2 separate regions of the Rattus norvegicus genome follow, and region 1 is linked to region 2. The links are chromatin contacts, called in public Hi-C maps. All regions are on one chromosome and are shown on one strand. The core of a region is the stretch at or near the end of the contact, and the rest is flanking DNA. Distances in the headings are between cores, read along the strand shown.

The links. Hi-C and Micro-C count contacts between places; a contact is called where the count stands out from the background.
Region 1: a contact with region 2 is called in a Hi-C map of the A7r5 cell line, with 5 times the contacts expected there. The contact joins the promoter of Nek2 here to the promoter of Ppp2r5a in region 2. A contact is called at or near these places in 6 of 12 Hi-C or Micro-C datasets (the A7r5 cell line, Schwann cells, frontal cortex and 3 more).

Annotation. Positions count from the first base shown.
Region 1 is chr13:105,933,484-105,938,386 of GRCr8, reverse strand. Nek2 (NIMA-related kinase 2) reads right to left here and starts at 1,578. Exons shown (of 8, transcript NM_053691.2): 1 at 1,361-1,578; 2 at 691-908; 3 at 193-433. The coding sequence starts at 1,456. LOC120096356 (a long non-coding RNA gene) reads left to right here and starts at 1,814. Exons shown (of 3, transcript XR_005492767.2): 1 at 1,814-1,950.
Region 2 is chr13:105,504,358-105,508,914 of GRCr8, reverse strand. Ppp2r5a (protein phosphatase 2, regulatory subunit B', alpha) reads left to right here and starts at 2,148. Exons shown (of 13, transcript NM_001107891.1): 1 at 2,148-2,505. The coding sequence starts at 2,325.

The DNA.
Region 1 (4,903 bases), core at 329-2,828, 430 kb before region 2:
TACTAAAAAGTTAAATTCAGATGTGGTAGTTCACACCTTTAATTCCAGCACTTGGGTGGCAGAGGCAGGAGGATCACTTTGAGTTCAAGGCCAGTCTGATCTACAAAGTGAGTTCCAGGATAGCCAGGGCTACACAGAGAAAGAAACCCTGTCTCAAGGGGAAAAAAAAAAGTTAAATTCTAAAATACTCACAGGAGACATGTAATAGGGTGTGCCAACAAACGTCTTTGCAAAACTTGTGTCGTGATTCAATATTCTAGCTAGCCCAAAGTCCCCAAGCTTGACATTGTGCTTGCTGTCCAGGAAGACATTGGCTGGCTTTAGGTCCCGGTGAAGTACAGTGTGGCCACCATCGCTCCTTCTGTGACACTCTTTCAGGGCCAGTGTCAACTGAGTCATCACTCGAAGGACAAACTCTTCCTCTAAGTATTGTCTGGAGCAAAAGCAATCACACAGTTCACAATCCTGAATGAAATCATCTTCAATACCGGACAAATCATTTAAAGTGTACAAACACAGAAGTAAATTATCTTTGGCATGAACTGTGGGAACTGATTTGCTAAGGACTTTCCAACCTATCATGCAGCCACCAAACAAGCACAGAAACATTCTACCACATTATTAAGGATTCTGCCCCTGTTCTCGACAGACTGTACTTAACGACCACCAAACTAGACCCGTTCAGCTTACCTATCCTTGGTCCCCTTTGTAATGACACTAGCCAGGTCCCCGCCCTCACAGTACTCCATGACAATGTATAGGGTTGTGTTGGTTCTGTCGATAATACGATCGTAGTAACGGACGATGTTTGGATGTTTCAGCTCACGAAGCAAGTTCACTTCAGACACAAGCATTTGTTTCTCCACCTCTGTCATGGAGCCATAGTCAAGTTCTTTCCACACCAGGATCTGAAACACAACATTCTCAAGGTGTGAGGCTCTATTGTCCTCGGAGACAAAGGATGAAATTTCCAAGCTGAAAAACTTAACACTATGTGGCACGTTCCCGGGTCTCCGGAAACTCCATGCAGGTGTGTCAGCGAGGGAGTCCAGACCGGGTTAATTTACTGGGAAGACCCACCCTAAATGTGGGCGGCACCATCCCCTACGCTAGAGTCCTGGAAGGCCTAGGGCGCAGCGGGAATGCAGAGCACGTGAGCTCGGCTCTCGGCCCGCCGCGGATTCGCGCCTCCAGGGGTTCCCAGCCGTGGCGGCCAGCCCACGAACCCTACCCTTCCCTTCCCTGGAGGCTACAATCCGATCCTCCACGAAGAGTTCAGGTGGCCGCCCTGCCCCTTCCCAGCGTAGGCGACGCTTGTCCCTCCCTAAGCCCGCCATGGAAGGGCTGCCCGGCGCCTCACCTTGCCGTCGCTCTTCCTCCGAATCTTCTGACAGCGGCCGTAGGAGCCGGTGCCGATGCTGTGCAGCACCTCGTAGTCCTCCACCCGGGACGGCATGACGAGCGGCCACCCCGGCAACCACACTACCGCGCCGCTCGGAGTCCAGGCTCGCCCGCCGCACGCCAACAGCGCCGACCCCGGGGACCCTAGTCTGCTTGTCGGAGCGGAGCAACCGGCCGCCCGGTCAACCGTCGCGGGCTGCGGCCTCGCCTCCTATTGGTCCACAGTGAAGGTGCATCTCAGCTCTGATTGGCTGAGAAAACACAACACTGCTAGGCATCTTGGGAAAATGCGTGTCGCTAGGCAACCGCGTCGGCGTTGGTGTCTGCGTTAGTGAGCTGCTCTACGGAGTTCGCGCGGCGTCGAAAACCCCAGGGACCTGGGACCGCGCAAAGCCTGTTGGGGCTTCGGTAATTCCATTCCTCCGCTGAGGTCGCTGTGGTAACGGAGGTCCAAAGATCTCAGACTGGAGACGCTGGCCTTTTGACCTTTCCACTTTGACCCCCCAGCCTTTTCCGACTCATGTGCCCGCAGCCCCTGAACGTAAACCGGTACGTGTTGTGGTACTGTGAGGGACACAGTGAGTGCACCGAGCACTTTACATTCCTCACACTTAGAGAGCAGGAATCCTTGTTCCAGCCCGGCATGGTGGTGCGGGCAGGCAGATTTCTGTGAGCTGGAGGCCAGCCTGGTCTACTTAGTAACTTGAAGGAAGCTAGAGCTTTGTAGATGGGCCCTGCCTTACCCCCACCCGCGAGAAAGACACCCCCGGCCGAGAGAGAGAGAGAGACAGAGACAGAGACAGAGACAGAGAGACAGACAGAGAGACAGAGACCCACAGAGACAGAGAGTTGGCATGTGTTTTCTGGGCACAGTTAGCACAGTCTATATCTCTGAACATTGAACTGAGAGACCTGTCACATAGAAACGTATCCAAAGCTCAGGGATCAAGTATGGAAGCATCCAGAACACAGTGGTCACCACACTGTCAAATTTTACTTCTAAGACATCTACCAAAAAAAGTGTGTTAGGAAAAGAAGTGTTCCCAAATAGCCTATCAGGGGAGCTGAATGCAGTTTACTGACTTCAGCTCACACAGCCAGCCCTGCTTTGACTTGGGAAAGGGGAGCTAAAGGTCTCCATCCGGGGCAGCTAGAGGATAGCGTGCATTACCAGAAAGCTAATAATCTGTTGCATAATTGGGTCATTGTTCTTAAAATATCTGTTCATGGTGTGATTGAAAAAGAACCCAATGTCCTATTAATAAGAATTAGAAACTTCCTTATGTTAAAAATAAAGAATTTATTTCGTGTACTGAATTTAGTATAAGCTAATTGGATTGCCAGCCAGGAGAACTTTTAAATTAACATTCAAGGACATTGTCTCACCTCAAAGGAGTAGGATTAATTTAGATCTCAGAAATTATATAAGGAGCTACAAATGGCTGAGGTCATTTATATGGTGCGTGCGGTATACATTATGTGTGGTATGTGGTGTGATGGTGTTTATGATATGTAGAGTGCTGTATGTGATATGTGTGTTATGTTTGTATGTGTGGTATGTTGTATGTGGTGTGTGTTGTATATGATGTATGTGATGTGTTTATATGTGGTATGTGTTATATGTAATATATGTGGTATGTTGTATGTATATATGTGTATGTGGTATGTGATGTTTATGCTGTGTAGAGTGAGATATGTTGTGGTATGTTGTGTGTGTGTGTGTTGCGTGTTGTCTGTGATGTGTGGTGTACGTGTGTGTACGTGTGCACTGACACTCCTGTTGAGGTCGTTGGCTAGCCTGCTTCATACCCAACCCTTCATTTCCTTTCTGGACAAAGAACTCTTTGCTCCAAACCCAACACACTTTCTGAGCTTCTCAAAACTAACTTGATAACTGCTATTCCATTTGTCAGAAATTCCACTTGGATCCCTACTTCACGCCTTACCCCATCACGGTTACTGTTGATTGTCAACTTGACAGGCTGTAGCATCACCTAGGGGTCAAGCCTTTGGACACACCTGTAGAGACGGTGTAGGTTAGGTTAGCCTCTGAGCATGTATGTGAGGGTTTATGTTAAATTAATTGAATGGAGAAGACATATTCTAAATGTGGGCAACAACATTCTTAGGTCCTTGCTTGGTTTCTTTTCTGTTGCTGTGAAGAAACGCTATGACCAAGCCAACTTACAAAAGAAAGCATTGAAATTGGGGCCTTACAGTGTCAGAGATGGAGTCCATTGTCATCATGTCAGGGAACATGGTGGCCAGCAGGCATGCTTAGCACTGGGGCAGTAGCTGAGAGCTTACAGGTTGAGATGTCAACCATAGGACACACAGAGAGAGAGAGAGAGGGGGAGAGGGAGACTGCGTCTAGCATGGACTTTTAAAACCTCAAAGCCCACCCTTAGTTAGTGGCACACCTCCAACAAGGCTACACTTCCCAATACTTCCCAAATGGTTCTACCAAGTAGGGACCAAGCATTCAAGTATATGAGCCTCTGGGGACCATTCTCATTCAAACCACCACAGTCTTGGACTGCAGAAAAAAGAAAAACCCAGCTAAGCGCCACATTTGTTTATCTCTTCCTCCTTCCTTTTTTGTTTTTTGTTTGTTTGTTTTCGTGACAGGGTTTCTCTTGTGTAGCCCTGGCTGCCCTGGAACTCTCTCTGTAGACCAGGTTGACCTTGAACAAAAGATTTGCCTGCCTATGGCAGGCAGCACCATGCCTGGCTGTAAAGTTTCTGCTTTTCAAGCAGACTTGAACTGTGAACCAGTTATACCCACCTTTCCCTGAGCCGTTTCTGCCCAGGGGGTTTACTCAAGGCAACAGGATGCTCCCTCCATTACGTTTATCCAGAGGGCACAACTTGTCCTGCAAGGTGGAATTCCAACCTTGTCACCTCTGCTTTGAGAAGCCTCATCCAAGATGTTTGGAGACCAGTGTAAATCAATTCTCTCATGATATCTGTGATTGTGTCCTAGCTGAACCTCAAATGACTTGCGGCCAGTATAAGTCCTGGAATAGAGGGGACATACAAAAAACAGCTGTGTTAAATGAAGACGCAGTAAGGCCTGTTTTAGGACTTATGCAGAGAGTTGTCGTGAACATTGAGGTATTCAGCCATCAGACATCTCAGCTCTGAGGCTGAGCCTACACATCTTGGGGGAGCTGTCCTGGGAGTATGGAGAGAGGCCCTAGGTGAGAATGTCCAGCCACAGTGATAACCATAATAAAAAAGGGCAGGGTGGATTCGTAGGACAAATCGTAACTACTGACATGGGAAAGGGTAGGGTTTGGGGATTCCTCTCAGCGGTATAGAGTTTATCCAACAAACACAGACCCTGAGTTGAGTCCTCAGTATGGGGTCAGGGGATGGGGGTGGGAGACAGGAATCACCAGAGAACAGACAGAAGAGTCTACCCTGTTCTGGTCAGCCCTCCTGCTCCGTCAGGGCTTGGCTCACACTATTCCTGCCCAATCTGCTTCTGCTGTCAGTTCTC
Region 2 (4,557 bases), core at 899-3,398:
TTGAAAGGCCAGCTGGCAGTGATCTTCAAACCCCTGAATTATGATGGGTGGTTCATTTGCAAATTGTTAAAAGAAAAAAAAAGCTTTGAACATTGTGAGGTAGTCTGGATTGGATAAGAAAGGTCTTGAAGTTGCTGATGCAGTCTGACTGAGCCTCTTTGATGGAAAGAATGTATATAACTTTTTGTTTTTTATATTTAATTTTATATTAGAAATTTCATACAAGTATTTCTTGTACATCAAACATATTCCCCTTCCATTAATCCCTTTAATTCCCTTAGACAATTTCATGTCTACTTTCATTCTGCAAATTCTTGATTTAACATACCTATGTAAAATCTAGGAACCGCAAACAAGAGGAAACAAGATGTTTTTATGTTTTTGAGACTGGCTTAATCAGCCTAATATGATTATCTCCGGTTGGGCCTCTTTTCTTACAAATGATATAATTTTGCTCTTTATGGTGGGAAAATTCTGTATACACATCATATTTCCTTTTGCATTCCTCTGTTGTACACCTAGGTTGGCTATATAATTTAGCTAAGGGAATGTTTCGAGTGTGGGTCTAGAACTCTACTTTTGCATACTTCTCGATCCTCCTCGAACATCAGGCCAGTCTACTTCACCTCAGTTTTTATGTCAAAAGGAAAAGGTGTAAGACTTGCAGGAGAGACTGCAGAGACTATTGGAGAGGGGAGATCACTTACTGTTGAAGCTCATACGGATGCCCAAAGCTAACATGAGCAGTCCTTGGCTTTAAATATAAAACTTAGACGGAATCTCCTAGGAAGAGATCCCAAAACCCCAAATCAGCTAATCTGAACTTGGCTACAGATGACTGAAGGCTAAACTTGGGCTAAGTTCGAGACGGGAAACTTCTTTTCAGAGGGAGTAGACTTGCAGAGTTCTCTGAAGTGGTAGAAACGAGCTTGCCCAAACCCCACGCGAGATCAGCGCTCAGTGAACCGCGGCGCCGAGACCTTGGGAGCTACAAATGGATTCCCCAACCACCAATTACGCGGTTTAGGACCAGAGAGAACGAAGGCCCGCCCAGGAGCCTAGCACCGCGCTCCGATTGGACAAGCTCATTCCTCTCCCCGGGCTCTTTGGCCTGTCAATCACTCCGCTCTGACACGACCTCGGCCCCGCCCCCGCTCCACTGACGCAATGCCTGGCGTTCTTGGGCGCCCCGGCCCTCGCTTTAGGTCCTCATTGGTCCCCAGGACGCAGAGAGAAGGGGGGGACACTCTTCTGCTTTTTGAGCTGACTGTGTAGTTTCCCTCTCACTCGCTGTCTGGAGGACAATTAGAGTTGAAGCGTAGCGCCAGAGTACACGGAAGCCGACCGCGGCGCCGCGTTTCCCCTTTCTCCCTCCTGAGAGCTCTCCTTTACAGTTGTGACGCACAAGGCACCCCGCTCACTGACTTCACTTGCGATTGGTTGTGGCCCGCGTCTGTCACATAGCCCCCTCCCTCCTTCCCACCCAGCTATGGACTCTTGATAGACATCCGGGAGGCCACGCCCCCTCCCCGTCTGCCGCTTAGCTCTGCGATTGGTCGAGGGAACTGGCATGCTTTCCCGCCCCGGCCCCCTCCGGAGACTCGGGAGGCTAGTGGGACCCCGCGGAAGTTGTCAGTCAAACTCCTCCCTCCACCCCCCGCGAGGACCTCCCCCGGGCCGCGGGAGCGCGCACGCACGCGCACGGAGTCCCCCCTCGCCCGTACCAGCCACCCTCTCAAGTTGTAGCAGTTGCTACCCCGGGCGTGCTCCGTGGGCGGCCGGTGGGCGCGGGAGGCTGAGCGAGGGCGACTCTCCAAAGATCGGGGCGCGGGTGGCCGCCCCGGGCGATGAGGGGCCAGCGCTGACAGGAGAACGAGAGCTCGGCGGCAGCTCGCGCGGACCCGCGATGGAAGCGCCCCGGGAGGAGGCTCCCGGCCGGGCGGACGGCGCGGGCAGCAGCCGCTGAGGATCTGCCCGGGCTCGGCGCGCCAAGGGGCCGCGAGGCGCGCCCGGCGTCCGCACCCGCGCGCTCTCCCCAGCCGTCCAAACTTCGGGCTCGCCTCCGCCCGCCCTCGGCGCCGGGCGTCAGCAACTTGTGCGGCCCGCGCGCCCCCGCCCTCCCCTCCGCCAGCCCCGGGAGGTGGCCTCGCGGCGCGGGGATGCGGCTGTGAGGCGCTGTCGGGTGAGGAGCAGCTTGCGGAGCGCGAGGGCGGCGCGGCCGGGGCCCGGGACGCAGGGGCGCAGGCTCGCCGTGCCCGTCCCCGTGCCCCGCCGATTTCCCGGGCCAGTCGCCTCGGCAGGCGCCGAGCGCCCGGGTCGCCGAGATGTCGTCGCCGTCGCCGCCCGCACCAGTTGCCTGCGCCGCCATCTCGGCCTCGGAGAAAGTGGACGGCTTCACCCGGAAATCGGTGCGCAAGGCGCAGAGGCAGAAGCGCTCTCAGGGCTCGTCGCAGTTCCGCAGCCAGGGCAGCCAGGCGGAGCTGCACCCCCTGCCCCAGCTCAAAGGTAACCCCAGCTGCCCCTGCTCCGCGCTCCCGGAGCAAGCCCCACTCCCCTTCCCACCTGCGCGCTTGCCCCACCTGCCCTGCCTTGGCGACTCCAGGGTCGCCAGGTACCTGCGTTCCCTTTCGTCGTCCAGTCCCCCTACTCCCTACTCCGCTGAGCCTCGGCTCTGGTTTTCTCCACGCTTAGCTAGTTCATCACTTTCTCTACTTGTCCCTCAGTCGCCACATCCAGGGTCCGAACAAACTGCTGCCGAGTTAGCTGGCCTGTAGGTTTAGCTATACAGAACTAGCTTGAAACCGGGACCAAGTGACACCTTACAGTCTCGTTAGACGTAAATGTTATTTCATAGAAGACCTCGATTGTCTTTGGAGAGGTTATGAAGGAATCGTGTTTCTTTGTAGTGCAACGGGAACTTGGTTCGCACGGCTGTGCTTCCAAGGACTTTTGTAAGGTTTTGTAAGTAAATTCAAATTGGTATCCGTGCCTAATGCCTCGCAGGAATGCTTGGCACCCCTTTTGGCTTACTTACTTTTCCCACCACGTTTGGGGACTTTTCACGAGTTGTTTACTGGTTCTGGCTTATTCTTTGAGAATTACTATCTTTTGATTTACTAATTTCACATCCTTGCCTTTTATGAGCTAGATGTCATTAGTGGAAACGATAATCACGTTCCTAGATATTTAAGAAATTCTTGTAACCTGATAGAAACCTAGAGAATGATTTACAAGGCCAAGAAATTAAAGACTCATGCCAAAATAGATAAATGATCAGCAGATTTTTCAATTCGTTTGACAAAGATCCAGCATCCCTTTCAAGGCCAATCTGGTTGTGATTTGTCTTTGAGTCTATGAATCCTCACTTAGTTTGGCAAGGAGTGTAAAGAAAACCCTAGATCAAATCAACAGTTGACCAGCAAGAGCTTGGAACCCCATTTAGACTCTACATCTGCCTCTAGGGGTGCTTCTGAATCAAGGACGTACCACAGGGTAGACTCACACGGACTTTGGAAAATAGTTTATGTTTGGTGTGTGCTGTCTCGTTTGTTGATTGATTGCCCTTTAACATGCCAGAATTGTTCAAACTGATACAGCACAGTCAGTGGAGTGCAGCCAGAGCCGAAAAGTAACCCTGTCCTACCTATTAGGATAGTGAATTGCTATTCAGAGGTTTAAGCTTTTATACTTAAATTAAAAAGTTATTTTATTCTTTGATTGGTTTTAATTAGTTTATCGTGTTAATTTTAGTTCAAAAGTCTCGATACTAGCATTTTTTCATATGTATTTAATTTGCTAACGTGGTTTTCTTCTTAGTGTTGTACTTCTTAGTTCCTCTGATCTAATAATTGAATTTTGAACATCTGGTTAGTCTCAAGAGATGCCTCTGTGATAGATTTTGCCTTTAAGACTGGCAAATTCACAGATCAGTAATCAGATTCAAAGTTACATGATATTTGATTGAAGATGTAGCAGGTATGGCCAATGTTTTCAGGTATAGAATTTGGTCGGTAGTTAAAAAAAAAAAAAAATTGAAACCCTAGGTTAATTTCAGGCATTTGCATGTATAGTGTTCCTCATAAGGTACTATTCATGATAAGCTGGTGCAGATTCAATTGAGGAAGTACAACGTTTTACTTGAAAATAAAACCCTCAGTAGGAAAAACAGCTTTAAATTCAGTTGTCAAAAGGCTTGAAAAGTGTTTTGGGTTTTTTGTTTGGTTGTTTGGTTGGTTTGGTTTGGTTTTTGTTGTTTTTTTTTTTTTTTTTTTTAATTTAGTTGTTTTACTTGGTACTTTGGCAGTGCCCTTGATACCACCGTGTGGTGAGCTTTTTCTGTCAGTAGTATTTTCCCCCATTTGTGGGCTTAACAAAAACAACAGCAGAAAACCCTTTCGTATGAGAGAGAATTTCTCTTACTGCTCTGAAATACAATCTTACGGTGGAGTGATTCAGATATCTGTGGGCATCCAAGATCTTTCACGTATTTTATATCAGCCAACCTGCTTGCTTTATACTTTGTCCACATGGATCTAAACTGGAAGGGTGCCAAGTCGT